Regions from separate parts of the Mus musculus genome. Here all the other regions are linked to region 5. A link is a contact called in public capture Hi-C and promoter capture Hi-C data. All regions are on one chromosome and are shown on one strand. Each heading gives the region's core, a stretch centred on a gene start, on an enhancer-like site or on the middle of the called end of the contact. The rest is flanking DNA. Distances are from core to core; before and after follow the strand shown.

The links. Promoter capture Hi-C pulls out the DNA fragments that hold promoters and counts their contacts. Capture Hi-C pulls out chosen DNA fragments and counts their contacts.
Region 1: a contact with region 5 is called in a capture Hi-C map of embryonic stem cells, with 5 times the contacts expected there. The contact joins the promoter of Klhl34 here to the promoter of Eif1ax in region 5. A contact is called at or near these places in 2 of 39 promoter capture datasets (cranial neural crest and hippocampal neurons) and 1 of 9 other capture datasets (embryonic stem cells).
Region 2: a promoter capture Hi-C map of second pharyngeal arch cranial neural crest shows a contact between it and region 5. The contact joins the promoter of Smpx here to the promoter of Eif1ax in region 5. A contact is called at or near these places in 3 of 39 promoter capture datasets (frontonasal cranial neural crest, hippocampal neurons and second pharyngeal arch cranial neural crest).
Region 3: a contact with region 5 is called in a promoter capture Hi-C map of pre-B cells. The contact joins the promoter of Mbtps2 here to the promoter of Eif1ax in region 5. A contact is called at or near these places in 5 of 39 promoter capture datasets (cranial neural crest, frontonasal cranial neural crest, hippocampal neurons and 2 more) and 4 of 115 datasets of contacts at active chromatin or transcription factors (embryonic forebrain, extraembryonic endoderm stem cells, large pre-B cells and 1 more).
Region 4: a promoter capture Hi-C map of pre-B cells shows a contact between it and region 5. The contact joins the promoter of Cdkl5 here to the promoter of Eif1ax in region 5. A contact is called at or near these places in 3 of 39 promoter capture datasets (embryonic stem cells, erythroid cells and pre-B cells), 1 of 115 datasets of contacts at active chromatin or transcription factors (astrocytes) and 1 of 9 other capture datasets (liver).
Region 6: a contact with region 5 is called in a promoter capture Hi-C map of pre-B cells. The contact joins the promoter of Sms here to the promoter of Eif1ax in region 5. A contact is called at or near these places in 7 of 39 promoter capture datasets (the 3T3-L1 cell line, the C10 cell line, cranial neural crest and 3 more).
Region 7: a contact with region 5 is called in a promoter capture Hi-C map of pre-B cells. The contact joins the promoter of Phka2 here to the promoter of Eif1ax in region 5. A contact is called at or near these places in 4 of 39 promoter capture datasets (the C10 cell line, the HPC-7 cell line, erythroid cells and 1 more).

The regions. Positions count from the first base shown.
Region 1 is chrX:157,817,088-157,820,659 of GRCm38.p6, forward strand. Klhl34 (kelch-like 34) reads left to right here and starts at 1,348. Exons shown (of 1, transcript NM_001081667.2): 1 at 1,348-3,572. The coding sequence starts at 1,348. The coding sequence ends at 3,282.
Region 2 is chrX:157,697,568-157,701,170 of GRCm38.p6, forward strand. Smpx (small muscle protein, X-linked) reads left to right here and starts at 1,406. Exons shown (of 5, transcript NM_001252591.2): 1 at 1,406-1,746.
Region 3 is chrX:157,597,048-157,600,959 of GRCm38.p6, forward strand. It overlaps Mbtps2 (membrane-bound transcription factor peptidase, site 2), which reads right to left and starts at 1,668. Exons shown (of 11, transcript NM_172307.3): 1 at 1,449-1,668. The coding sequence starts at 1,523.
Region 4 is chrX:160,993,367-160,997,398 of GRCm38.p6, forward strand. Cdkl5 (cyclin-dependent kinase-like 5) reads right to left here and starts at 1,315. Exons shown (of 19, transcript NM_001024624.2): 1 at 1,225-1,315.
Region 5 is chrX:159,370,775-159,374,272 of GRCm38.p6, forward strand. Eif1ax (eukaryotic translation initiation factor 1A, X-linked) reads left to right here and starts at 1,404. Exons shown (of 7, transcript NM_025437.5): 1 at 1,404-1,641. The coding sequence starts at 1,626.
Region 6 is chrX:157,490,358-157,493,827 of GRCm38.p6, forward strand. Sms (spermine synthase) reads right to left here and starts at 1,930. Exons shown (of 11, transcript NM_009214.4): 1 at 1,548-1,930. The coding sequence starts at 1,596.
Region 7 is chrX:160,500,221-160,503,751 of GRCm38.p6, forward strand. Phka2 (phosphorylase kinase alpha 2) reads left to right here and starts at 1,942. Exons shown (of 33, transcript NM_172783.4): 1 at 1,942-2,684. The coding sequence starts at 2,607.

The DNA.
Region 1 (3,572 bases), core at 98-2,597, 1.6 Mb before region 5:
TACATTTTTTTTTGAGGAGTTGTCATTCAAAGAAAGAAAACTCGAGTTAGTTATAACTTCTTTCTCTGCATTGCAAAGAGATGGTTTTCATAAGCGCAAGAGTACCCAAGAGAGCTAGCTCCCCTGGGGTCAGAGGGCAGGGGTTGGAATGTAAAACCAGGCAGCTTGGGAGACTCTGCCTGCCTTAGGAAGGGCAAGTGCCCCTGAATTTCACACAGGGCACAAGAACTTGGCCCAGAGCTTGGGGTTCTCTCTGGTTTAGCTCTTCCTAGAGTCTTCTCTGAGCAGAGGCCTCCTCTTAGGTGTCAGTGCGCAAAATTGCCTCTTAATCCCAGCTTGCTCCCGACTAATTAGAACTTCTTCAAAGCCAAAAGATGAGCCTGAGGCTCCTTTTCCCATGCACAGGGGCACCAAAAGGGCCTCCAGCCTAGCCAGGTATCCCTGTCAACACATTACCAGGACAAGAGTCCCAAGGGAATTGGGCCCTTCCTTAGCTTTTGCCACCCCTCCCTCAGCTCAGCATTCCAAGGGACGCCCCCTCCCTGCGGTTCCTGGAGGCCAGTCAGGTCACAGAAGTCATTGCCCTGGCTCAGGAAGCTTCCTGCTGAGCCTTTGTGCGCTTCGCAGCCAGCAGCTGGGACGCAGGGCGGGGCGGGTCGCCCGAGAGCCAGCCGGCCAAGGCGAGCACTATTCCTGTCGCTGTGAGCTACCGGCTTGTTATGTACAGCGCCCAATCACGCTCCCAATCCTCTAAGCTGACCTGCTCTCCCCCCAGTGCCACAGGCTTTGATTTGATCGTTCTCTCAGAACAAGCTCACCCCCCAGCCCCCTAGCCAGTTGTCCTCGGACTGTGCGAGTGTCTACGGAGCAGCCACGATCAGAGCCACCATCCTGCTGTCCTGGGGCACCCACAATAGGGCCACATCCACGCATCTGGCCTTCTGGAGATTCAGTACCCTCGACCTCTCCAGGTGATGGTGCGCGGCCACCGCCGCCCCTGGTGTGCAAGTGTGGGTTCCCCAAATTGTGTAGGGGAGGCGGCTTTGGGCAACGCGCTGTCATGCTCACCAGCTGAAAACAAGTCTAGCAATACCGAGAAGACTCCGAAATCCACACCCTCTGCTACTAGAGGCTTTTGGAAATTGTCTCTACATCTTACTTTGTCTGAGAGGGGCACGGAGCAACAGCCAAATCTGGATGAAGGAACCTTAGGTTTTAAGCTGAGCAGGCAAAAATCAGCCTTTGCTAGGGGCTCAGCAGCTGGACAGCGGAGGTGGGGGTTCCGTGTTATGGGATGCCTCCAGCCGCGCTGGGCTGGCTCCATCCCAGCTTCCCGCCTTGGGCATCATGAGTTACTTCCTGTCTTACTGCAAAACCCACGGCAGCTCTCTTCTCACTGGCTACCAGGCCCTACGCGCTGAGGGCTTCTTGTGCGACGTGACACTGGAGGCCGAGGGCAGTGAGTTCCCAGCACACAGGTCACTTCTGGCGTGCTCCAGCGACTACTTCAGGGCCCTGTTCAAGAGTCACACTCAGGAATCGCGGGCTCGCGTAATTCACCTGCGTGTGCCTTCAGCGGCCGGCCTACAGCGCCTGCTGGACTTCATCTACACTGCCTGGCTGCCCCTCTCCATGGACACTGTGGAGGACACTCTGGAGGCTGCCAGCTACCTGCAAGTCACCGAGGCCTTGGGACTGTGTGCCCACTACTTGGAACGCCAGCTTGCCCCAGAGAATTGCTGTTTCATTGCCAATGTGGCAGCTCGATTTGGCCTGGCCCGCACCCTAGGTGCAGCGGAGTGCTGTATTGTACGCCACCTGGGGGGCCTGTTACTGATGGGCACTGGCCCCTCGGGGCTGTTGGAACTCAATCCTATATCAATGAAAGCTGTGCTGGGCGCCCCTGACGTGGCACGGGTGCCTGAGACGCGGCTGCTGGGCCTGGCACTAGCCTGGCTGCAGCAGGAACCCAAGGTCCAGCGCCTGGCACATAGTTCAACACTGCTTGGATGCATCCGCTTTGGCCTGGTGCCTGCTGGTGTGCTGCGGCGCATATACTCGGGCTCCGGTCTTATATTACCTACTAGGATCAAAAGCCTCATCATCCAGGCCCTCAATTACCATACAGCACCCTCCAGCCAGCCGCTTCTGCAGGGAGAACAGACTAGTGTTCGGAGTCCCCAGACCCGTATCTTGCTAGTTGGTGGTCTCAGAGCTAGGGAGATGGTTACCGAGGAGATCATGGGCCTACCAGAGGTAGTTCAGAATCGGCACCCTGCACCTCAACCAGAGGAAGAGGAGGGACAGGAGGAGGAAGAGATGGAGGAGAAGGAGTGGGAGCTCACCCAGGATGTGGTGTCCTTCGACGTGTATAACCACAGCTGGCACAGCTTGACACAGCTGCCCACACCACTGCTAGGCCACAGTGTATGTACCACTGGCAACTTCCTATTTGTCCTTGGAGGGGAGAGCCTTCCTGGCAGCCCATCTAGTTCCCTGGCTGCCGGCTCAAGGTCAATCACAGCCTTAGTGCACCGTTATGACCCGCGCTTCCACACTTGGACACAGGTGCCTGCCATGCGAGAAGCAAGGGCCTACTTCTGGTGTGGTGTGGTAGGTGAGAGTCTCCTGGCTGTCGGAGGCCTGGGCATCTGTGGTGAGGCACTGGCCTCAGTGGAGATGTATGACCTTCGCAGGGACCGCTGGATGGCAGCTGGACAGCTACCTCGGGCAGTACATGGTCACGCAGGTGCTGTCGGGGATCATGGTGTTGTGTACATCTCCGGGGGCAAGGCTGGGAGAGGTGAAGGAGGCACAAGTAGCCTCCGGGATATGTACTCCCTTAGCCCCGGAGAGAGAGTGTGGAGCAAGAGGGCACCCATGGGCACAGCTCGCTATGGGCACTACCTTGTGGTGCTGCGAGGTGCAGTGTTTGCCTTTTTGGGGAGATATGAGCCCTTCTCTGAGATTGAACGCTATGACCCCTGCACAGACCAGTGGACTCGGTTGCGGTCGCTACCCTATGACCGCTTCTGCTATGGACTTGCTGTGGTGGAAGAGACAGTGCTGCTGCTGGGTGGTCTCAAGTGGCGGGACTCACGCCAGGTGCCAACCCGGAACGTAGTGGGCTATGACCTGGACCTGGACCGTTGGGAAGATATAGGCTGTGTGCTGCCCTGGGCATGGAGTGGCCTTCAGTGTGCAGTGCTGCAGCTACCCGAGGGTAGGGAGGAGACAAGGGAGGGAGAGACTGGAGAGGTGCCAGATTTAGTGTTGGATTGAATAGGTGAGTCCAGGCTTCAGAGGATCCAAGGGAAAGTTGTTCTTGACCTTGCCTGAAGAGCACTGCTTTGTTCCCTTAAGAGGACTTTTATAGAGTAGTTCTGAATGGTAAGGAGGTGAACAAGGCCTTGGCCAAAGAATAACTATTCCCCTTCAACTGCAAATGTCAGTCAGGAATGGTCAAATGCAAAGATATGAGCCAGCTTTAGTTAACTGAAGAGGTTTCAGAAAGACAGACTCATTCTGGCCTAGAGGTGGAATTTGAAAATAAAATAGGACCTTATTTCTCT
Region 2 (3,603 bases), core at 156-2,655, 1.7 Mb before region 5:
AAAAGTCTTAAGCTGTCCCATCAATGTCCAGTACCCTCGGGTTTCCCAGTTTCCACAGTTTGAGTGAGACTCTTCTTGCTTTGTTTGCTCCTCATCTTGGCCGTCCCTGTCAGAAATAGACTTATCTTGTCCCCTGTCTCCTTGAGCCCCATTCATTGTCACTCATTGACACAGTATGTGCCGACGTGTGTGCCAGTGGCTCCCTGCACAGCAGGTGCAGACTTTTATGGGAGCCTTAAACTGACAGCAGTAGTGGAAATTTTAAGGGGTTATGGAATGAAGTCAAGTAAAGTGCTTGCCTTCTTGGTGCTTCTGAGAGGCCCCAGCTGGCACTGATGCTCAGATGACAACCACTCACCACTGTACAAGTTTGTGCCCCATTGATGTCCTCTGTGCTCAGTGACTTCACCCCTGACCAGGACGTGGTGCTTGACTCAGAGAATTTAAAGCTTCTTTTCCTCACATAGCAAGAATGGTTGATGATGTCTGGTGCTGAGAATGTCCTGTCATGATGGTTTGAAGTGTGGTCACCCAGGGGATATATTTTAAATCTGTCTATTCTGCTGAGTGTTTCTACCAAAGGGAAGATGGTTTAGTGTGGTAGCTCTTCATTTTTCTTGATGTTTATGTTTAAGTTATTGTTTTGTTGAGATAGGATCACTCTCCATAGCCCTGGCTGCCTGGAACTCATTATGTAGACTAGACAGATCTTAAACCACAGAGGTATACCTGCTTCTGCCTCCTGGATGCCAGAATTAAAGGTGTGAGCCACCATGCCCTTCCCGAAGGGAAACTTTATGTGAAGTTAATTTCAGAGACTAAAGAAGTTCATCAAAAAAGCCATGTTCAATACAAAGAGCCTTAGGATTTGGAAAAAAAAAAGTCTTTCCAGGTACCTAATCTTGCCCCTTGCCAAACCTAAAAGTAGCCATTCCCCTTTGTTTTATTCTCTTCTTCTGTCTCCTTTGTGTCAAGCTCTAAGGTTAATGCATCAATAAAAGCAAGGAAAGCCAAGTTAGCAACATCTCCACGGCCAGCAACCATGCCAGCTCGTCTGTTTTTAACCACGTTTGACCTACAAACTAGGACAATGGCTTATAGTTTGATGTTATGGTATAATTATATTATTTGGTGACTGCTTTTTGAGTGCTGATTATTAATTAACTTTAACAGCTCCCAGGTTACTAAGCTTGGATTCAAGCAACGTCCGACATCAGCACCCTGCATCCCCCAATTTTTAATGAACCTTTCCTCATTTTCTGTCCTCTAGATAATATAGCTAAAGATAGACTTTTCCTAGTTTTTCGAAGTTCACTACACCCCTCAGTAACTGTGAGAGAATGCAGCCAGCCTCCTCAAGAAGATTAGGAGGGCAGAAAGATAACGTAGCCACCTCCAGGCTGATATCTGAGCCCTGCTTTCCACACGGTCAAGCCTTTCAGAGGCAGCCAGCCTATGGCTTGTATCAAACTCTATATTTAGGAAGAACAACTGTGAGCTATGACAGGAATTCTCTTTAACACTTTAGCCTTAAAGCGAGTTCCCTTCTAGCCCGAGCCAGGAGCAGCTCTCAGGACTGGAGAGAGACAGAGCACTCCAGCTATTTCAGCCACATGAAAAGCACTGGAATTGAGATCCCCGCTCAGAGGACACCGGGAGTTCCTTCTATCCTGTAAAGCGCTTTTTGTGTTTTTGCACCTGGCCGCCTGGGACTGTCCTCAGGCAGTAAACCAATCCAGAGAGCAGGTAAGCAGAAGGACCCAGCTTTCACTCTCAACTTTCACAAGGAGCTTTTCTTGATCCCTAACTTAAAGTAACTACTCATAACTTTGTAGGTTGCTAAGTACTGGGTGGCTTCTTTGTCAATTCCCTGTACACTAGTGGTATCCCGGATTCTATTTTATAAAGTGTGTGTGTGTGAGCGCACGCGTGCGCGCGTGCATGTGTTCCTGTACATATATGTTGAAAGGGTATTGAACAGAAGGGATTTTCACTGACAGGGCTGTTAATAGAATGTCCACAGTCCAGATATGGTAACTGTGACCTTGAAGCTCTGCTGGCCAGTGTTACAGTCAGCCGCAGACTGACAACACTCTCTAAGCTGAGAATTAATCAGAGTAAATCTGGAATATTAGTTTTTGTGTGTGTTTGTTTGTCTAAATGAAAATGATGGTGAGAGTTGTTACACGATATAAGTTTAGAATCCCGTCTAAATGAAAATGATGGTGAGAGTTGTTACACGATATAAGTTTAGAATCCCTTTCTCCTTTCCCTAACTGCTAGGCTAGGTCTCAACAACAAAGTTGTGTAGACCAAACCATCTTTCGGAGAGCTTTGCCCTGGTCACTCTTTTCTTATACCCAGCAGGGTAGAGTGTCCTTGTCTATGTGGGCACAGATTGGAAATGCAAAAATTCTCTCTTTCCTCCCAGCATATTGAAGTAGTCAGAGCATCATACTATCCCCTCCTCTGGAATTATTTTTAGCTTCAGGACAGAAAATAAATCCCTTTGAGATAGTGCTTTATTCATTTCCTTGACCTTTCAAAAAGAACAAACAAAGCTCTTCTCTCCAAATAGCAATTGATTTTCCCCTCCATCTCTTCTTGTGAAATTAGTGATATTAATGTTGACCAGTTTTAGAACATTGGAGGGTTTTATTTAGAAGCTAGATATTAGATGCTGCCCAATCAAAAGCAAAGGGGAGGGGGAGTCTACCAACCATGACTCAGCACAAAGACCATTAAAAGTTCCCAGAGACTGCCAGGCAAACTTACCTGTGCCCAGTTGGCAAGCATCACACGTTTATTAAAGTCAATATGCCTTGTCAGACTTGCAGTGTTTCAAATTTTAGCCAGATTCAGCAGACAGACACAGCAGTTGCATGTTGTAAAGAGTATCTCTTTGGATGAAGAGCAGTGGCCCTGAAGTGGGTGGTGGTAGGGTAGTTTATAAATGCTTCTTCCATTCACAGAAGGGGCATGCAGATGTCAAGAGAAGATGCACTACACGATACATCCTGATGGAGGTGAATGCCCAACTAGGGAAACAGCCAGGGAACACTGTCTATTTTTATTCATCACTGTGCATTGCCCTGATTTCTCTGCAAATAATGAGGACAGCAGGAATTGCTGCTGAACTGATTTATACACATATTCTCTAGCCTGATGGTGAGAAATGAGAGCGGGGAGAGAATTGACTTGCTTATAGATGTCTCTATCAAAGATTGACAAAGATGTTAAGAAGAGATCCATGTACAGATGAGAATATAGCAAAACTAGACAGGGGAGACAAGGTCCATCCATCTAGTAGGCTCAGAGTTTCCTAGCAAATACTGTAATTGGTACAACTAGTCAGTGAAAAAATAAATAAAACTACGTACAAAAATCAATGCAGTATAAATAAAACCATTCATTGTCTGATGCTTTTGTATTTCAACTTGCTATTGTAATCACATAAAGGTGTTTCCGAATTTTCATAATTTAAATTAATATATAGTAACAATAAAAACAATGTTAATTAAACTCTAGTCATATACACACATAGCAAACACTGGTCAGGTCTTTTAAGTCTCATAAGGATTATTATTTTTACATTATTTCTTT
Region 3 (3,912 bases), core at 418-2,917, 1.8 Mb before region 5:
CGACCGACTGTATGAGTTTGATGAGTTCTATTTATCTGGGATTCTTTTTTTAACATATGAAACATGAAGAAATCATGCGCTTTTTCTCTTGAGCCCCATCACCAAATCACTGTGGCCTGTGCTGCTAAGCACTAAAACCAAGTCCACTGCACTAGTGATTCTCAAGCAAATGTGCAGAGAAATGATCAGGGGAACCTTGTTAAGCTTCAGACTGTGATTTTACAGGGCAGAGGTGACACCTGAGAGTCTGCCATTCTAACAAGGGCCCAGATCATCCAAGTGTTGTTGGTCCTTGGACCTCCGATACAGTATATTATCTGGACGCATAATATAATCCTCTCCATAAGTTCAGGTGATCCTTTCAGTTGCTTTCCCAATTTAAAGACAAGAAATGGAGGCACAAGTAACGATCTGCCTAAGGTCACAGAGGTTAGAAAGTGGCAGAGCCTAGCTCTCTTAAGCTCGCTCTTCATAGCCTGGCATACCAACGTTTAAATATGACAAAGAAGCACAGGTGCCATTTGATTTTATTGTTTCCTAAGACGAAGTGTCACGAGGTTATTTTGTTTAAAAGAACACAAACATGAAGGTTTTACTATTTATGATTGTGATTTCCAAACCCTTGGGAATTTCTAAGCTCGTATTCCCCACCCCCACTCCATTCCAAGGATGTCTGAAACACGTGCTCAGACAAACTCTTGAAATTTCTTCTTACGATTCCAGCACCCACAACACTCAAAAAAAAAAAAAGCACTGTGTGCTCAGAGTGTGTGTGGTCACTGTGAAAAAGGGAGTGTAGGGTGTAAATAGAATTTGAATAACAGAAAATGTGGCTATGTAAATTCTTGCTACTTTAAAGCACCGCCTGTGGGTCAGCACTGTCCGTCCGTGGGCCAGAGAAACTGGCTGGAAATACACAATCTTAGCTTTCCTCCCAGATCTGACGAAATCAGAATCTAAATTTAAACTAGAACCACCGATGCTCCTGTGTACTTTCGAGTTTGACGCCAGTGATTTAAGTCACAATCTGATTTCGGTTTATCACAACACTAGCAGCGTCTCACGGGTCCTAACCTTAGCACAAAGAAGAACCACAAAGCATTTTCTTAAGCGGAAGTTTTCGTTTCTTTTCCTCCTTCGAGCCGTGCCTCCCAAGCCCGCCAGACTCCTCCCGGGAAGGAGCCCAAAAGCCGCAGGGACCCGGCGGCGCCCGCAATGCGGTGGCCGCCACACCCCTCCCCTCCCGCAGCCTGCCTGCCCTACTTTCTTTACTCGGTCGGACGGATGCGCCACGCGGGAGAGCGCACGCAGACGCGGCGGGCGCTCGGAGCGGCTCCCGGCCCGGCGCGGAGACTCCGAAGGGGAAGAGAAAAGGCCTTGGGCGACACAGGACCATGCGCACCAGCCCTGGACTCCGCCGGCTGGGGCCTGAGGCCTGAGGCCCTCACCTTCAACACCAAGTCGGCCAGGTAGACGGCAGTCCAACCACCCACCACCACCACCAGCAGCGACACCGGAATCATCGTAGCGACGGATGGACGGCGGGCCCCGGCGGCCTGCTTCTGCGAGCCCCAGTCAGCCGTGCGCCCGCCCGGAGCCTTCCAGCTCCAGCATCCGCGCAGGAACTAAAGTGCTACCGGGTTCTTTGCTCCGGTGGCAACATTTCCCTCCGGACCCTTCCGGTGAGGACACTCAGCCGTTTTTTTTTTTTTTTTTTTTTTTTTGTTTTGTTTTGTTTTTTTTTTTTTTTTGGTGCATATGCCGGAAAAAGCGCGCGGGCTTCTTTTCCTGGGACGCTCGGGCTCCGGAATGCTCGAAGCTCGGGTCGTCCGTCCGGCAGCGTGCTTGTGACTCATGAGGCTTGACCCTCTCTGCGCTCTGCCCTTCCTTCTCACTGATTTCCATCTCCGGTTTGTTGTGCTTTTCATATAGCCGGAGTTTGGGATTGTCAGAAGTACATACCCACATTTAAATTAATCACGTCTCGTTCTAACGTCTTTATGCACGGCAATATCGTAATGGAGGCCTCATTTGTTCATTTCGGTGTTTTGAAAACTAAATATCTGTCTATATCTTAATCGAAATACGTAGCATTTCTTTTCTTTCTATTTTTTTTAAAGATTTATTTATTTATTATATGTGAGAACACTACAGCTGTCTTCAGACACTCTGGAGGAGGGAGTCAGATCTCATTACAGATGGTTGTGAGCCACCATGCAGTTGCTGGGATTTGAACTCAGGACCTTCAGAAGAGTAATTGGTGCTCTTAATCGCTGAGCCATCTCACCAGCCCCATACGTAGCATTTCTATCCAGAGAATTTCTTTCTAGTTTCCCTTCCTACGTATTTCTGTCCCCTGCCCCGTTCTGATTTATTAATTAATTTATTTATTTTTAATGTTGAATTCTGCGTAAATAGAACCACACTGTTAAAATCTGGATTATTTCGCGCGACATTTTGTTTTGTAAGATTTGTCTATATAACTGGTCTTTATTTTAAGACAGGGTCTCACTATGCAATCCAAGCCTGGCATTCACTATACAGAGTAGGCTGGCCTTGAACTCTCAGAGTTAACCTGCACTTAAGAGTTGTGCATCAAAAATACCTGGCTGTTGATTAAAAAAAAAAAACAAAAACTTTCATCTAAGACTTGAGGAGCCGGGCGTAGTGGCGCACGCCTTTAATTCCAGCACTCGGGAGGCAGTGGCAGGCAGATTTCTGAGTTCGAGGCCAGCCTGGTCTACAAAGTGAGTTCCAGGACAGCCAGATCTATACCGAGAAACCCTGTCTCGGAAAAAAAAAAAAAAAAAAAAAAAAAAGACTTGAGGTTTGGGCTATTGCTACATATTGGAGTTCTAGACCTGGAAAAATGGCTCAACACGTAAAGGCACTTGCTGCCTAACCTGACTACCTGAGTCAGTCCCAGGGGGACAACATGATGAGAGAAACAGCCCTTGCAGGTTTTCCGTTGATCTACTGGCCTATAAAATAGGTTAGATGAAACTTTTAAAAATTGGAGCACTGACCATCTGTCTAGTGAACTAAAGTGTAGTTCTCAGCCTTGGTTGCACAGTACCTTCACCAGGGGCCTTTAAAGTCCCCCTGGTTTCTGGAGCCTGGACCAATTAAATGAGAAGCTCTGTGAAACAGACCCAAGGCTGTATCATTTTAAACGCAGTCCCATCTCTGTGTCCCCAAGTACAGATCCACCTAAGGACCCAGGACTTTGATACTCTGAGCTACACCCTCTAGCCATACGGCATTCTCTCTTTTTAAAAACAAAGTCTGTAACCCAGACTGGACTTAAAGCTCTACATAGCAGAGGAAACTTGTCCTCTTTTCTCCAATTCCTGAGTGCTAGGATTGATTACAGGTGTACACCTGTACCATGAAGCCGGGATTCACATAATCTATTAGCTATCCATAGGCTCTTGAAAAAGAGTGGTTTTGGTTTTGTAGCTAAAGTCGCCTTCAAGTTTCTGTAAAGCAACGTAGAAAATTGTTCTAGTATACAAGCCATAGGCGTTGTCTACAGTGAAGCTAGTTGGAAACTTATCCTTGATTCTCAAGAATAGGTGAACTTGGAGGCCTTATTTACGTATAGTCCTGCTAACAATTTCTCTTTTTTGGTTATATAGCCTGACTTTTTACTTGGTTCACTCAAATGGAACTACTAATCTGTAAACACCTTGATCTTGTGGCATAATGGGGTATTGTATTCTATGCCAAAGCTGTTGAGCAAGCACTGGAGTTAGAAAAAAAAGGGGGGGGCACATCGTCCGTTCAGTGACAGGCGCAGGGCACAGAGTTTTCCTTACGTTTTAATTACTTGGTAATATGTCTCTGGCTTCAGAAGTGACTCTGTTTTACCTCTGTTTGTATACATGTGTTTATGTGTTTTTATAAATGACT
Region 4 (4,032 bases), core at 65-2,564, 1.6 Mb after region 5:
TGTCTTTTTTGTAACCCTACAGCAAGAAACAAACAAGCTGGAAGTGTTCCAGCAGATGTTACCTAAAACCCTAATCCTATATTCTATACATATTTATGCCTCTTTTTTCCAGTCAAATACTCTCAGACAAATTAATTTGTGTAATCTTTTATACTGCCTACATAACCATTACGTTCAAACAAGCCTAAATCAGATGCGCGGAAAGAAATTATTCTGTGTCAATACTTTCTAAAATCAGCTTAAATTTCAGCCAATTAAAAATAATTGTGTTAACAGAATACTGATCTGCAACTATTTAAATATCACAGCATCCTTCTAGTCTGTCTAGCCTGACTAAGGTCAGGCTTTTCTTATCCAAGCATCTGTGCCATGCCTAACTCAAGTGAAGCGAAAAATCAAAACCCCCAAGAAAGATCTGCTTTTACACTGAAATATGCCCAGGTTATTTTTTACCCCAACGTGGGCACAAAAGAAAAAGAAAGAAAGAAAAGAAAAGAAGAGAAGAGAACAGAAAAACGTGTCAGTGCGAGGACCTGTTCGTTCTGGCAGATGGTTCCAAACCCCAGGATTCAATTTCTATGAAGGTCCAAAGGGTAGGAAGATCTGAGAAGAGGTCAATTTCTGCTTCTCTGCCAGCACGCCAGCCGTGAACTTCACAGTAACGCCTGAAACTTGTCCTGTGGAAGGTGGCAGAAACCTGCGGGGCTGCAGGCGGGGCGCTCGCCCACCCTCCCGGGCAGCCAAGGTCAGAAGGACCAGGGCTGAGAGTCGTAGCTGCCGGCGGGTCCCGGGCTCTCTGGGAACTTGGGCGGGGGTTTCGGGGGGCCCTCCTCGGCGCTAGCGGAAAAGGGCTTTCCTTGCTGCAAGCCCGGAGAGCCCTGGCCACGGGGGCAGCGGGGTGGGGACACCGCAGACCTGCAGCAAAGGGGAGCCCCGCGGGGTCCGACCTCGACCTACCATACGTCTAGCACAGCCCCCTCTGTCTCTTGGCACCAAAAATTCCAGCCCCAGCCCTTCCGGGAAGACCCTAGAGACTCGTGGTGGATCGCCGAGGGAGACTCCAGCTTGGGACTCCCTCACCGTGTCTCCCGGTTGTGCAGGGACCTGCGCTGCTACCCCTTCTGTTACCCTCCTAAGTGGACCGACTGGGTTCCCTCTCTAAAGACAAGCTAGTGGACACACGGCCAACATGAGACGGCCTGACGGGCGGACGCAACTACTCACCCTGCCGAGTCCCCCACCTCTATCGGGGAAGCCTTCACTCTCGCGGCCGCCGTCACCGCTTTACCTTCCCTAGCGGCAGCGACAAGTAATCGAAACCTCCGGCCCCGCCCTCTCGCCGGAGCGAACGCGCAGCCTAATTTGATGATCGCACCGCCCCCGTCTGCCCATTTGGCCCAATCGGCAAACTCCTCTCATTCCGCTAGGTCCCGCCTTAGCCCCGCCTACCAATAGGCGCCAATGAAGAGAAAGCGCTCGTGCTCGAGTTCGGGCTCGCGCGCCCCGCCCACGCCGCTCGTTCTCGAGTCCCCCAAAATCCTAGAACCAGGATTTCTTGTTCTAGCCCTCTACTACACGAACGCGCTTATGCGCGCTCGCGATGCTCCTCCTGGGGCACCAGGTTTGGTTGCCCTGCCAGGCCCTAGCAACCTGGGCTGCTAGGCTGGGAGGGGCGGGGCTCAGGCTGCGAGCTTACGTGGGGAGGGGGAAATGAGGGAGGAATAGGATAAGGGGAGGGAGAGATCGTGACTGAGAGAGGGGTGGATGCGGGGGTTGAGGGGGGTGAGGAGGCCCGGGAATCCACCTGTCACTGCGGTAGAAAAAAAAGGGGAAATCCTGCCTGCAGCGCAGCTATCCTAGCCTCCCTCTCTGGGGACCAGTGAGCGGAGTGGGTGGAGGGCGGGGACCACATTTCGGGCGGGAGCCCGGGCACTACTTGAAAATAAAGGACGAAGGATGGCTCATCTCGGTCGTAGGTTTTTTTTTTTTTTAATATTGAAGTCCATTGCTGCTCCTAACTGTTGCAGCTGTGCGTGCACGCGCGCGCAAACACATTCATATTCACGTTCATCTCGCAGCCTGCGATTCCCTGGGGTGACTTAAGAGCAAAGAACTGGCAGCCCGAGGATTCCTTACACAGCAGCTGGACGCGTGCAAACCGTGGCGGCCGGGGCTGCAGCAGCAAACCACAACTCTACTCCAGTCCGACGCTGCTCTGCTTTACACGATTCCCCAGCTGGTTAAAAAAAAAAAAAAAACCAACAATGAAGTCATCGCCGCACCAGTAGAAATAAAAAGATCTTAAGTCCCACCGCGAATCGAGTTTCCAATGAGGATGACTAGTGGTTAAGATAGAGATAGTTCCAGTGCACTTTTTTTAACTAAGAAAAAAATCTTTTATGAAAGACCTTGCAGACAAATCTATGAAAAGCTGCATGATTTCCACCTTAAAAAAGAAAGCAGAGAGAAAGAAAAGGTTTTTTTTTTTTTTCCGGGTTTGGGGGCAGAAAATAGGCAGTGCATGACATCGAAGATGCCACCAAGTCAGAAATTAATTTTTTTGTAATAGAAAATAGATATCTTGGATAAAATCCATTTAATCTACTCCTGTCTTCAATCTGGTAGCTATACAATTGGTTTGTCTACTTGAAACCAAGCTAACAAGATTATTCTTTTTCATAACGTGGTGAATATTTCATAGTCAATTGAAGGCACCCACTTTCTCAGGAAGCATATTAGAAAATTTTCCAGGTAGGAGCAGGGAATTAACAGTGAGGGAAAATGGAGTCAGGCTTTGCAGAGGCTCCTGCCTCCTCCAGTTGCAAAATCACAGTGCTGTGACCTCATGCTTCACCCACGTGGAGCCAGAATTCCTGGGACAATCGCTGCTTTATCACCCCCTGTCAGTGCCTTTGTACTAGAAATTTCAGCCGCATTGCCTTGGAGTCAAAGGAAGGATGGTTTATCTGAACACTCTGAGAAGAAGGTAAGGAAAAAACCGTAACAGAATGGCCACAGATGTAAGTTCAATGTCGTTTTAAGTAGCTGTATTAGATGTTTTCCAAGGAGCCATACCATGGACAAGCACAGCCTTTCACTGAAGGACATTTGCTTTGCTCTGGTTTTTAGTACTGGTTTATTGGAGCCACATCCAGTTCAGTTAATTCCCTTTTTGAGAGAAGATAAGACATTCTAAGTGTTTTAAAGAAATACCATGCTGTCATTTACCTGAGGTCCTTTCTTCTGTAAAAAGAGCACTAATAGTTCCCTGCAAATGCCTACTCCATAGCAATTCTACAGATATTTAGGGCTGACAGAGAAAGCACAGGCTGCCTCCATAAATTTGAGTTTTACATAAACAAATAATAGCTTGTAATACATGTGTCCTATCCAAATACATTCAGGACAAAGCTAGAAGACTGATTAAGTCTTTTAATCACTGTCTAAAAAGAATTTCATGAACCGCCCTTTTGGGCAAACTAAATAAATCTGTAGTGTTTGTAGAAAGAGATACACATACTGAAAAATGAGTAGCTATTTATGTGAAATTCACATTTAACTGGGGGTCTTCTGCTTTTATTTGCCTCTTTGCACAACCTGATACTGTTACACACATTATCTCTAATCCTCACATGTCTCAGCAAGAGTCTCACCACTTCCAGATGGAGAACCAGCCTCAGAGCCTCCTTCTCTCCTAATGGAACCCCCCACTGTTTTCAGATATCCAGGCCCTTCACACATCAAGAGGCTGAATCTAATTTAGTCTCAGTCGATCCTATGTGGCTTGATTAGACTAAAAGAAAAAACTTAGCATTCCATGGTTTGAAAGAAAGATATCCCCCCCCCACACACACACACACCTTCTGGATGAACAAGGAAGTTAAATACCCCAAATGCCACAGACAGCCACTTTGTAACTGAGAAGAAAGCCAGCCTTAAGTCAAAGCCTACCTACTAACTAAAAATTTTAAAAAACAGAAAGGGAAAATAAAAAGTAGGTTCTTGAAAACCATCTGGATCTTAACTTCATGA
Region 5 (3,498 bases), core at 154-2,653:
TTTATGGAGTTGGTTCTCTCCTTCCACGAGTTCCAGGGACTCAACTCAGCTTGCCTGACTTTCCTGGTACATGCTTTTACCTACTGAGCCATCTTGCTGGCCCCAATAAACCTAGTTTGAAGTGAAGTTAGTTGTTCTGAGAATCTATGCAGTATTCCTTTGCTGGAACCACCAGAATAAAGAATGGGAGAGCGAGTTGTTTAAACATCAAAAATGTACGTTCTCTTGACTGTGTTGTGTGTTTTGTAGTCAGGGTCTTACTATGTAGCCCAGGCTAGCCTGGAACTCACTATGTAGCCCAGCTTTCCCATAGATTTGCAGGAATCCTCTTGCCTCAGTTTCACAGGTGCTAGGATTATAGGCATGAGTACCAGGCCCACCTACTATTTTGCTCAGTTTTGAAGATTCCAAGTCTAAAGTCAAGGTAGAGACAAATCTGGCTTCTTCTGAGGTCTTCATGGCTTGCAGATGATTACGGGCTCAGGAACTGGTTGTTCTTTTTTATGCCTCATTATGCCTAGGTACTAATTGCTTTTGTTTTGGTTTTGGTTTTGAGTTAGGGTCTCACTCTGTAGCCTTGGCTGGCCTGTAACTCATAGTTTACTTTCCTCTGCCTCCACAGTACTGGGATTAAAGGCCTATGTTACCATGCTAACGTCAAGTCTTGGCATCAAGTCTTAAGGATCTCATTTCAATATAGGCTCTTTAATGATCTTATATCCAAACAGAGTAATATACATACAGGTTAGAACTTCAGCATGAATATTGGGAGATTTGGACCCTAACATCGACTTTCTTCCATTCCTTTTATCCTATGTCTGCTGAGCAACCTACCATGTGCAGGCATTCTGTTGAGCATTATAAACAGACTTAGCTACAGTGAGTTAGGGACAAGATTTATTTTTAAGTATCATGCAAATATTCTATTAAAGTTTGGAAGAGGATGGCAGAAGTGCCTTCTCTCCTTCCCCCTTAGATTTCCAGCTTGGTTGGGCTGGTGAAAGGGCCCCATTAAAACTCAACTCTGAGGTTAGTGAGTCAGCACCTTGTCAAGCCTGGGGCTCACTTGGCTAGGAAGCCGAGATGATGCCCAAGCCAGCAGCCTGCACCACCTCAATTTCCCCTCCTCTCCTCCAAGCCTCCACTGTGACGCAGGGCCCGGGCCCCTCCCGCCCGGGCCCCTCCCGCCCCCTTCCGGACGCCGGAGGCCCCACTCCACCTACTGCGTGCCCACTGGCAGCAGTGAACGCCTCCCTGGCAGGCTTCTCCCTAGGCTCCCACCCTAGGACTGCCCCTTGGCCACGCCTGCGCCTTAGAGTCGCGGGAGGCTGGGCTCCGCGGGCGGGCGGGCGGGCGGGCGGGCGGGCGGGGGGGGGGAGGAGGGCGGGGAGGAGGAGGAGGGCGGGGAGAAGCCCCGCCCGCTGCCGCGACGCCATTTGCCACTGCCGAGCGTGGGCACGGGAGGCTCTCGCAAGCACGGGTGACCAGCCTCTCCTGAGCACGCTTCCCGACCTCCCGCACGGTCTTCGTGGCGCGCACTTCTCGGCGTTGCCCGTCGGAGTCACCGCAGTTCCTGCCGCCAGCCTGAGTGCGGTCCCACACGCTGCCAGCCAGTCTTTGCGGCCATGCCCAAGAATAAAGGTAAGGACGCCGCCGCCGGGACCGGGGCTCTGCTCCCCGCCGGCTCCCTGGCGCTGCTCTCGGCCTCGAGGTCAGCCCAGGCCTCAGTGACCTTCCTGCCATCTTTTCTTGCCTCTCCTCGGGCTGCATTCTCTGCGTCCTACTTGGAGCTGGGCAGAAGCGCAGGGAAGTTACTCCTGGCTCCCAGTTTGGCCACATTGGGGTGGAGCCGACGCCATTTTTTTTTGTAGGGCCTCCTGTGTGAGAATATGGGCTCGTGCCCCCGATTCGCGCCACATTGACCGCGGCGCCCGGGGGACTCATGGGAACACCTGCCTCGGACTTCTTGGGCTCCCAACACCTGGGGAGTTAAGCCCTGGGAGCCAATCTGAACTTTGAAAAAGGGTGATGCCTCGCTTGCTTTCGTGCCCATCTGGCACCTCCTCCCTAGGATTTTTTATGGACACTTAGTTGGTACTGGTGAGGCCGCACCCGTGTAGCCAGTGGCCAGTACTTTGATGCATTCGCAAATTTCATCCCTAGAGAATCACTTTGCTCCATAGTTTTACCGGGGCTTAACTTTTTCCACAGAGCCCTTGACCCACATTGAGCCAACTTTTCCACGTTTGCTTCTGATCGTGTATATATTTTGATAAATAAAAAAATGATTACAAATTCTAAGCAGAAGTGCAGCGTTCCTAAGATCATTCTCATTTTTATATATTTACAGTATTTTGTGGTGTTTTTTTTTTTATGGGATCAAATCTATCTTTACCAGCACTCTACCGCTTTGCTTTGCTCTGTCTGTCTCCAGGCTGCCCCGGAACCCTAAACTAACATTGAACTTGGGATTCGCTCGCCTCAGCTTCCCGAGTAGCTGGCATTACAGGCTTGCTATATTCGTTGTCCTCGTAATTTCTCAAAAATATAAAGTACAAAGTAGTGGAAAGCTTTTATTTCCCACAGGAGAGGAACACATTACACAGGATGAACTTGGGTGGGGGGAGGGGCGCACACCTTTACTCCCAGCACTAGGAAGGCAGAGGCAGGTGGATTGCTGAGGTCAATCAGCCTGGTCTACAGAGTGAGTGCCAGGGCTACACAGAGAAGCTCCCTTTTTAGAAAAAAAATAAAAATAAAGCCTTTGGGCAGAAGAGATGAACGCCTTCCTGGTTAAGAGAACCAAAGTTAGGTTCTCACACCCACATAGGGCTGCTCATGACTGCCTGTAACTCCAGCCCCAGGGGATCCAATGCCCTCTTCTGCCTCCCCCACCCCTCCACAATCACGCACACATTTAAAAAAAAACCATAAAAGTCTTTGCTCATTCATCCTTGGGACCTTGTCCCATGTCCACCCACTAGTATTCTCTTCTGCTTGAAAGTTGGTTCCAAGAAGTCAACTTAATTACTCTTTGTGCCTATCACCATTTACATTAGCCCACTGAGTACTTGGTCACAGTTTTGTGACAGATTGATTTAAGAGAGTCTTACAGTCCTTCCCCTAACTCTTCCCACAAATGTAACAGAGGACTGATTTGTCTGCCCTCAGTGGGAGAGAAGATGGTGGGGGTCGGGACTGAGATACACTCTCAGAGGCGGGATGTTGGGGGACAGTCAGGATATAAATAAAAATAATTAATTAATTAAAAAATTAAGTTAGGCCAGAGGAAAAAAGATAGTCTTGCTATGTGGCCCCAGCTGACCTTGAACTTGTCTCCATATCAATGCTAGGCCTCAAAAATGAAGGTTGCCAGTCTTTGTGCAAGGATTGTTGCTGATTGTCTTGGAAAAGGTGTGATTATAAGCATAATATGTTCACACTTTTCAAATTCCTACCTGTAGATGTCCCTCTTCCAAGATGGCAGCTGGACCACCT
Region 6 (3,470 bases), core at 680-3,179, 1.9 Mb before region 5:
CCTCACCTAAGCAAAGTGGGAAGTGAACGGTGTTACTTTTTTTTAAACTCTATTCCGACCACCCAAGCACACTGGCTTACCTAACAACCCTCTAGTTCACCCGACCACAGTAAATGCCCTGAGTGTGCACTGTCCCTTGCTTCTTGCTTTCTCTCTCTTTTTTTTTCTTCCTCCCCGGAAAAAAAAAAAAGATGAGGTTCCAAAACGTTAGGAGATAAACCCAAAAGGCCACCCACAGAAGAGAATCAATTAGAAGAGGCAGACTGAAATCCAGGTTTTGCTCCAAATCCCCCCGATTTTATTTTTTGTCTTTACATTTATTGATCTTGTGAGCTCCGAGATCTTTTAGGATTGGAAGAAAAAGTACAAAGTGTGAGCTCAGAAGTTCAAAAGCAATTAAGTCGGTGTTAAAAAAAAAAATCCCGACAGAAAAAGCAGAGTGGAATCCACGTGTTCCATTAATAGAGAAACCAGAGAAAAGGGAAGACTGGGGCACCACACTATGTGCGGGATGATCTGGTAAGTGAAAGTCTGCCGCAGTCGCACGTTTAAAGGCCCAATCATTCCCGCCCACTGCGCCCATGCTTGATTCTCTCAAAGAAAAGAAGCCAGCAGTACATCCATCCCTACCCTTCAAAATTCCATCACGCAAAAAAGACTCTCCCAACCATTTCTGCCGAGACCAGGCTCAAATATCTGAGCCTCCAGGATTAGGGGTGATGGTGATGGTGGTGGCTCTAGTTCCCGCGCCCAGATCTCATCCCTCCCCACCCCCAATAATAATAATAATCGTTTCCTTTCTCTGCCCGCCGGGTCCCTTTTCAGAGGATCCTTCATCTCCTTAGATGACTAAAAAAAACCTTGCAAGCGCTGAGTGGCCCTGGTCCTCCTTCAACCCTCGCTGCCCTTAAGGGGAACCCCCCGACACACACACCCAAGAGGGAAATTCAGCAGCCTGCCAGAACAGGAAAAGGTGGCGTGGGCAGCGGTCCCGCGCCGCACACACCCCTCGCTCAGGCCTGCCTCGCCCGCCGTGCCTCGAACGAGCTAAGGCGCTCCGGTACCCGCCTCCCCCGGGGATCCGCCGCGCCCCACGGGCTGAAAGGGATTCCCCCCCAACAACGGGGCGTGGAGGGCGGCGAGCCCGCGTGGACCGACGCTCCAGGCCCGGAAGGGCGGGCGGGCGGTGCGGCTGGCACACACGGACGCGGTTCTCCCAGGCCCCGCAGTGCGCCAGCCTCCAGCTCAGCCGAGGACCAAACGCGGCGGGGGACCGCGGGGGCGCGGCGCGGCCTCCGCCGGTGCACGAGGGCCCGCAGCGTGCTCCGCGCAGCAGCCCGGCAGACGCAGGCGCCGCGCGGCCGTCCGCATTGTTCAGCCTGCCGCGCGCGCCCCGGAGGAGCCTGGTCCTGTGGCCTCGAGCCCCGCAGGCGCGGAGGGAACTGTCGCCCCGCCGCCGCTACCGCTACCGCTGCCGCTGCCGCCGCCGCCGCCGCCGCCGCCGCCGCCGCTGCGGCGCCCGTGCAGGTGGCGAGCGGCGCCCTCACCTTTGGCGCCGAGCTTGAAGTCGAGCGTGCTGTGTCTTGCTGCTGCCATAGTGTGGCGAGGCCCTGTGCCATGCCTGGGGAGGCGACCGCAGGAGACTGAGGGACCGCGCGGCGTGTCAGGCTGCGGGCCGGCGGGGAGTGCGCTGCGCCGGGGGAGGCCAGGAGTTAGGAGGTGGGAGGGGCCGCGGGCAAGCGACCCGGGGCGCGGGGGCGGGGCCGACCCGCCTCTTAGAGGAGGAAGCAGGGACGCCTCCAGCCCCGAACTTGAAGCGCTGGGTGTGAGGCCTCGCTAATGGTGGAATCGCGGGCGCCGGGCTCCCTGGCATGCGTCACCAATGGCCGCGCCCTGCGCTAAAGCTCTGGCCATGCTCTCCCGCCATTCGCCATCCGTTAGGAGGTCACCCAGCTTTAAACGGCTCAGCGCGACTTCCGGGGGGCCTCCCTATACACTTCCCCATATGCCTACCCCTCCTCCCCAAGCAAAAGCCCCAGTTACTTCCTGACCATTTGAAGAAAATAAAATGCTACCACCCCTGTAGTCTTAAAGTACAAGCCTGACTTTTTCTTTAAATGCACGTGAACCCCGCTGGGATTATTAACAATGTTTCTATTGGTAAGGGGTAGTATTTAAGAACAGAATAGAAGGCTCCTGGGCATTCAAGTAGCATACATTTTCATGCAAATTTGGAAAAGAATCAAGGACTAAAGCCTAACTGAGAAGTTGCAGATGTGAGAGCCTCTTCCACAGGACTTCCCCCTCCTCGGTACCTCTATTTTTTGTCAATGGACCTACAGCCTTGGCCTCTTTTTTGACCGTTAGTAGCATTCAACAAGATGGGACAAAAGAGAACTGAAGTGCCTGGGGAATAAAGGGATCCTTTATTGCACGAGCAAAATCCCAGGGCAAATTGACTCCATCATTGTATGGATTGCTGTGCCTCTCCTGATACCAGGAATTTCTGTAATGGTTGTTAAACTTCAGATTAGTGAACTCTGTGCCTCCTCAACAACACAAAAACATTAAGTTTAGCTTTCCCTTAGGCCATTTCGAATGGTCGTTTGGTTTGGTTTGGTTTGTTGGTTGGTTGGTTGGTTGGTTGGTTAGTTTTGCGTAGTCCTTCCCTGTCCTGCAAGAACCTAACACTGACGTCATATTTGTCCTTCAACAACTGCATCTCTTTTCAGTGGGCTCCTACTTTGTTCCTATCCATAGCCATCTGTTTTTATTTCCTTCTCTGGAGACCAGGTCCTCAGTTTTGTAAGCTAATTTGTGTTCCGCTCCATCAGCCCCAATGTATCAGCCCCAAGCTCCTCTTTCTTCCTTTCTTCTGGAGTCAAGTCACTAGAACATAGCTGTCCTCCTGTGTGTTTAAGGGTAGTGAAGCTTCCCGCGTAGGACATGTGCTTCATGCCCTGCCAGCATTGGGGTAAGCCACCTGCCTTCCCTTAGCTTCACTATCTGCTGTCAACCTCTTGAATTTCTTGAAAATTTCAGAGCAGAAGGCATCTGAGGTTTTGCTGATAAGTATGTAGCTGGTCTTGCTCAGTAGATTGTGGAGAACATTGCAGACCACCATGGGCTCCCAGCTGAAGCATATCCGCCCTAGAATTTGTACTTCACCTTGCAAAGGGCAAAATGAAGAACCTTGAGATACTTTAATGAAGTGATGTCAAAAGAGAGCCCTGAAGAGAAGAGGATGCTCGATATAGGATCAGTATTGTCAGGATGATGTTAGCAGTTTACTGCAAGGGTCTTCTCACTAATCTGCATAATCCTGGCAAGACTATTAAAGATAAGAAACAGGAGCCTGACGTTAGTGGCACACATCTTTAATCTCAGCACTTGTGAGGTAGAGGCAGGCAGACATGGCCATCGGGAGCAACACTATTATGAGGTGTGGCCTTGTTGGAGGAAGTGTGTCA
Region 7 (3,531 bases), core at 692-3,191, 1.1 Mb after region 5:
CTTTAAAATATATGCTTTTAAAATATATTTAATAGATACGTTCTTCACTATGAAGAAACCCTTATAGTCCCTGGTATGTCCTCTCCTTGACTCTCAATCTTATATAGCTGCAAGAAGTTGGAGCAGAGACAAATTTAACATTCTTTTACACTATGGTAATGGGAAAGTAAAATGATTCCAGGTCATCTAAACTAAATTATTACAGAAATAGTTTAATTTGGTTAACTGGTTAGTTTTTTCAAGTTGATTAAGAATGGACCCTCCCAATTCAGAGACAGGGTACTTTAGGTTCAAAAGACATGATATTTCCACTTTGCATGCTGTCCTCTAAGACAGAGTCTTAAGCTTCCAATGAGAACACAAGCCATCCTAAAAATAAGCAATGATGCCACCTTTTAAATACAGAAGAATATATGAAATCTCCAGGAAAGGTACATAGAAAGATTACTAAAGGGATTCAATTATGGTAATTGAATGCTTAATCTTACTCCCTAGGCCACAGCAACTCCTACATGGAAGTACATTGTGCACTGTTTCATAACTTCAGTGCCATTATTAAAACAAATAATGAGTTGAGAAAAGAATGGTAAGAAGATATGAGGGGAACTGCCCAATGTAAAACATATACATGCACCAAGGCTTGAAAAGAATGTTGAAAAGTACTCGAGCTGGGTGTGGTGGCACGTACTCAGAATCCCAACACTTTGGATGCCGAGGAAAGAAGTATTGCTGTGAGTTTGAGGAATAGTCTTGGATACATAATATAGTTGAGAGCAGCCTAGGCTACATGACAAGACTCTGTCTCAGAGAAAAAGTATGTGGGCTGATAGGGGTTGGGTGCTTTAGTTAAAGACTAACTATAAGGGGAGTCAAATAAGCAGGACTCATTTTCAGTCCATCAACATTGAGCCCTAGACACATGTACAATCAACTCTGTGCCAGGTGTGGTGGGAGATACCAAGCTATTTCATAAGCATCTCATAATCCAGTTAGAAAAGTATGCCTCAGTTAAAATGTAAACAATACACTATTTCCAAATGGTGCTGAAAATAGCTCTGGTTTAAGTGCCACTCTGAGTCAAGTATGTGCTACACGCACTTGACCTTGTCACATTACAAGGCATGAGGTTTACCCCAACAGATAAAAACAGTAAAAGTCAAACAACTGAAACAGTAACACAAATGTCTATATAAATCAGAAATGGAATAAAGTGCAGTTCGAACTGACTCGTTGCCCCATCTTTACTGAGGAAACTGCTATAGGAATCCAGAAAATTGGAAACGCTAATGAGTGGGCTGACCTAGTCTTTAAGGCAAAGGTAAGTTTTAGACAATGAAATGGGTCAAAGTGGAGAATAACAAAGTGCTTGTGGAAGCAATTACATTAGAACAGCTGCCCAGTCAAATTTATTTGTGGGCCAGATTTTGATGGACAATGAAGACAGGATCAAAGAATGCGGCCTGTGGTTAGCAACCTTGACAACTAATGGGATGCCAAATTTCAAAATATACTATTATAAATGAACTGCAAAATTCTCCCAGGAGCTAAGGCCAGGAGCCACGGGTACCAGGAGTGTATGTGGAGGACAGTACTCAGGCCTCCCTTTCTTGCTTTCAGTGCTGAGCTCCACTATGGGGACTCTGTCCTCAGGTGAGGCCCAGGACAGGGCGGGGCTATGACGGCCGGTCATCCGAAGGATGCCCAGGCGGCCCAGCCTCTTTCTAGTCTCCGGTGGGTTTGGCGGCTCCGCTCAGGAGACCTTGTCATTGCCGACCCAGAAAGCCGACTTGTTCTCTGCTTCCATCCAAGTTCTCCATACTCCTGCGGGCTGCCCCATTTTCCTTCCTGGTCAGGCCATGACAAGGAGGGCTCCAAACCCCACGGAGGAGGCGGACTGGGGGCGGAGCTGCGAGCAGATCGGTACCGCCCCCCCAACGCGTTCCTTCCGGGCGGGACTGCACGGGTTCCGCTTCTTGGTTCGGGCCGGCGTGAGGGGTGGCCTCCGTACCCCGGGGGCCGCGACCGAAGGACTCTGCTCCTTTAGCCTCAGCCGCGGTTGGAAGCAGGTTGAGGTAGGAGCAAAGTCAATAAAAAAAACTGAATTTCCGTTAAGAGCCCAGCTCCCCGCCGCTCCCAGCGGCCTTCCTCTGTAGACCCTCTCCCTTTAGGCGGAGACTTGGAGAGTCCGCCCCACGAGGGGGGCGGAGCCTAGTAAAGCTTAGGTGAGCTCCCAAGCAACCCGGAGCCGCCTCCCAAAACAGAGGGGTACCGCCAAGGCCTTTCTCCAGCCTAGTGCCCAGTCTAGGTTCTGTCGAGCATGGTGGTGGGACTAGAAACCCTCGGGGCAGCTGCTGACCGGGAGGAAGCCGGGCCGCGATAGCGCCACCCCCGTCTCCTCCCCCGCACCGCCCAGCGGCGCGACACTCTGGTTGGCTCGCCTTGCAAGTCATACTTTGGGTCTCTCAGTTTGAAAACTCTTCCTCTCGGCCCCCTTTGAAGAAACTCATTGACGCTGAATGTTTTGAGGACCAGGTCAGCTTGGAGGCGGCAACTTTGGCGGACACCAGCGGGCAGGTCCAGCTCCGTGGCCCATGAGCTTGGGCGAGATGCGGAGCAGGAGCAATTCTGGGGTCCGCCTGGACGGGTACGCGAGGCTGGTGCAGCAAACCATCCTGTGTTACCAGGTAAACAGAGAGCAGCCCAGAGAACGGTGGAAACTGCCCACTGATATAACTCATTCTCCCCAAGGCCTCTGTCACTCATGAGAGCTTGCATTTATTTAAGAGGTTTCCGACTTTAATCCAGTCCTTTGCTAGCCAGTTATCACCCTACTCCCTTATCGCTATTTTATTCACTTTACTCACAAGTCAGGCATTCTGGCTTTTGAACAGTTGCTGCGGCTGCTTTGCAGAATTCTGGGACCTTTTTTTTTCTCTCCTCTTCCTCCTCCCTTCCTCTTTTTCCCCCCATCGGGACACCCCCCTCGAGGTCCTTCCTTACTGCCTCTTTTGGATGAAAGAAGTCTGTTAGGTTGGACAGAGCACACTGAAGGAGAACAGTGAACTAACTCTACTCTGGGAACAGTAGGCAGGAGTGAAAAACTCCCAAGGCTTGCATCTGACCAGAGTGTGGGCAACTGTTACTGCCCCTCCCTTGTTAGAAATCCCCCTGAGAGGACCCTATGACCACTCTGGTTGCTGCTTTACAGCCAACAAAACTTCTGGGCACAGAGCATCAGCATCAAGGGGTCCTGTGAAACTGTGCATATAATCTCAGGTATGAATACGCCTGCTATGCTTCCTGCTTGGCAAAAGTTATGTGTGAGTGCCCAATGTAAGACCACTGAGCTATTTTTGTTCAGAGCAAAGACATCAGCTATATTGCTTGCCTTCAGTTGGCAGCAGCTATTTTTAGGGCTTTGAGAGTCAGAGAAGGAAGTAGCAGTTGGTGGTCATTTCCAAACCATTAACCTTTTTTTTTTCTTCTTAGCTAATTCCTTGACCTCTCACTCAGGAAGAATTTATTGTGTAT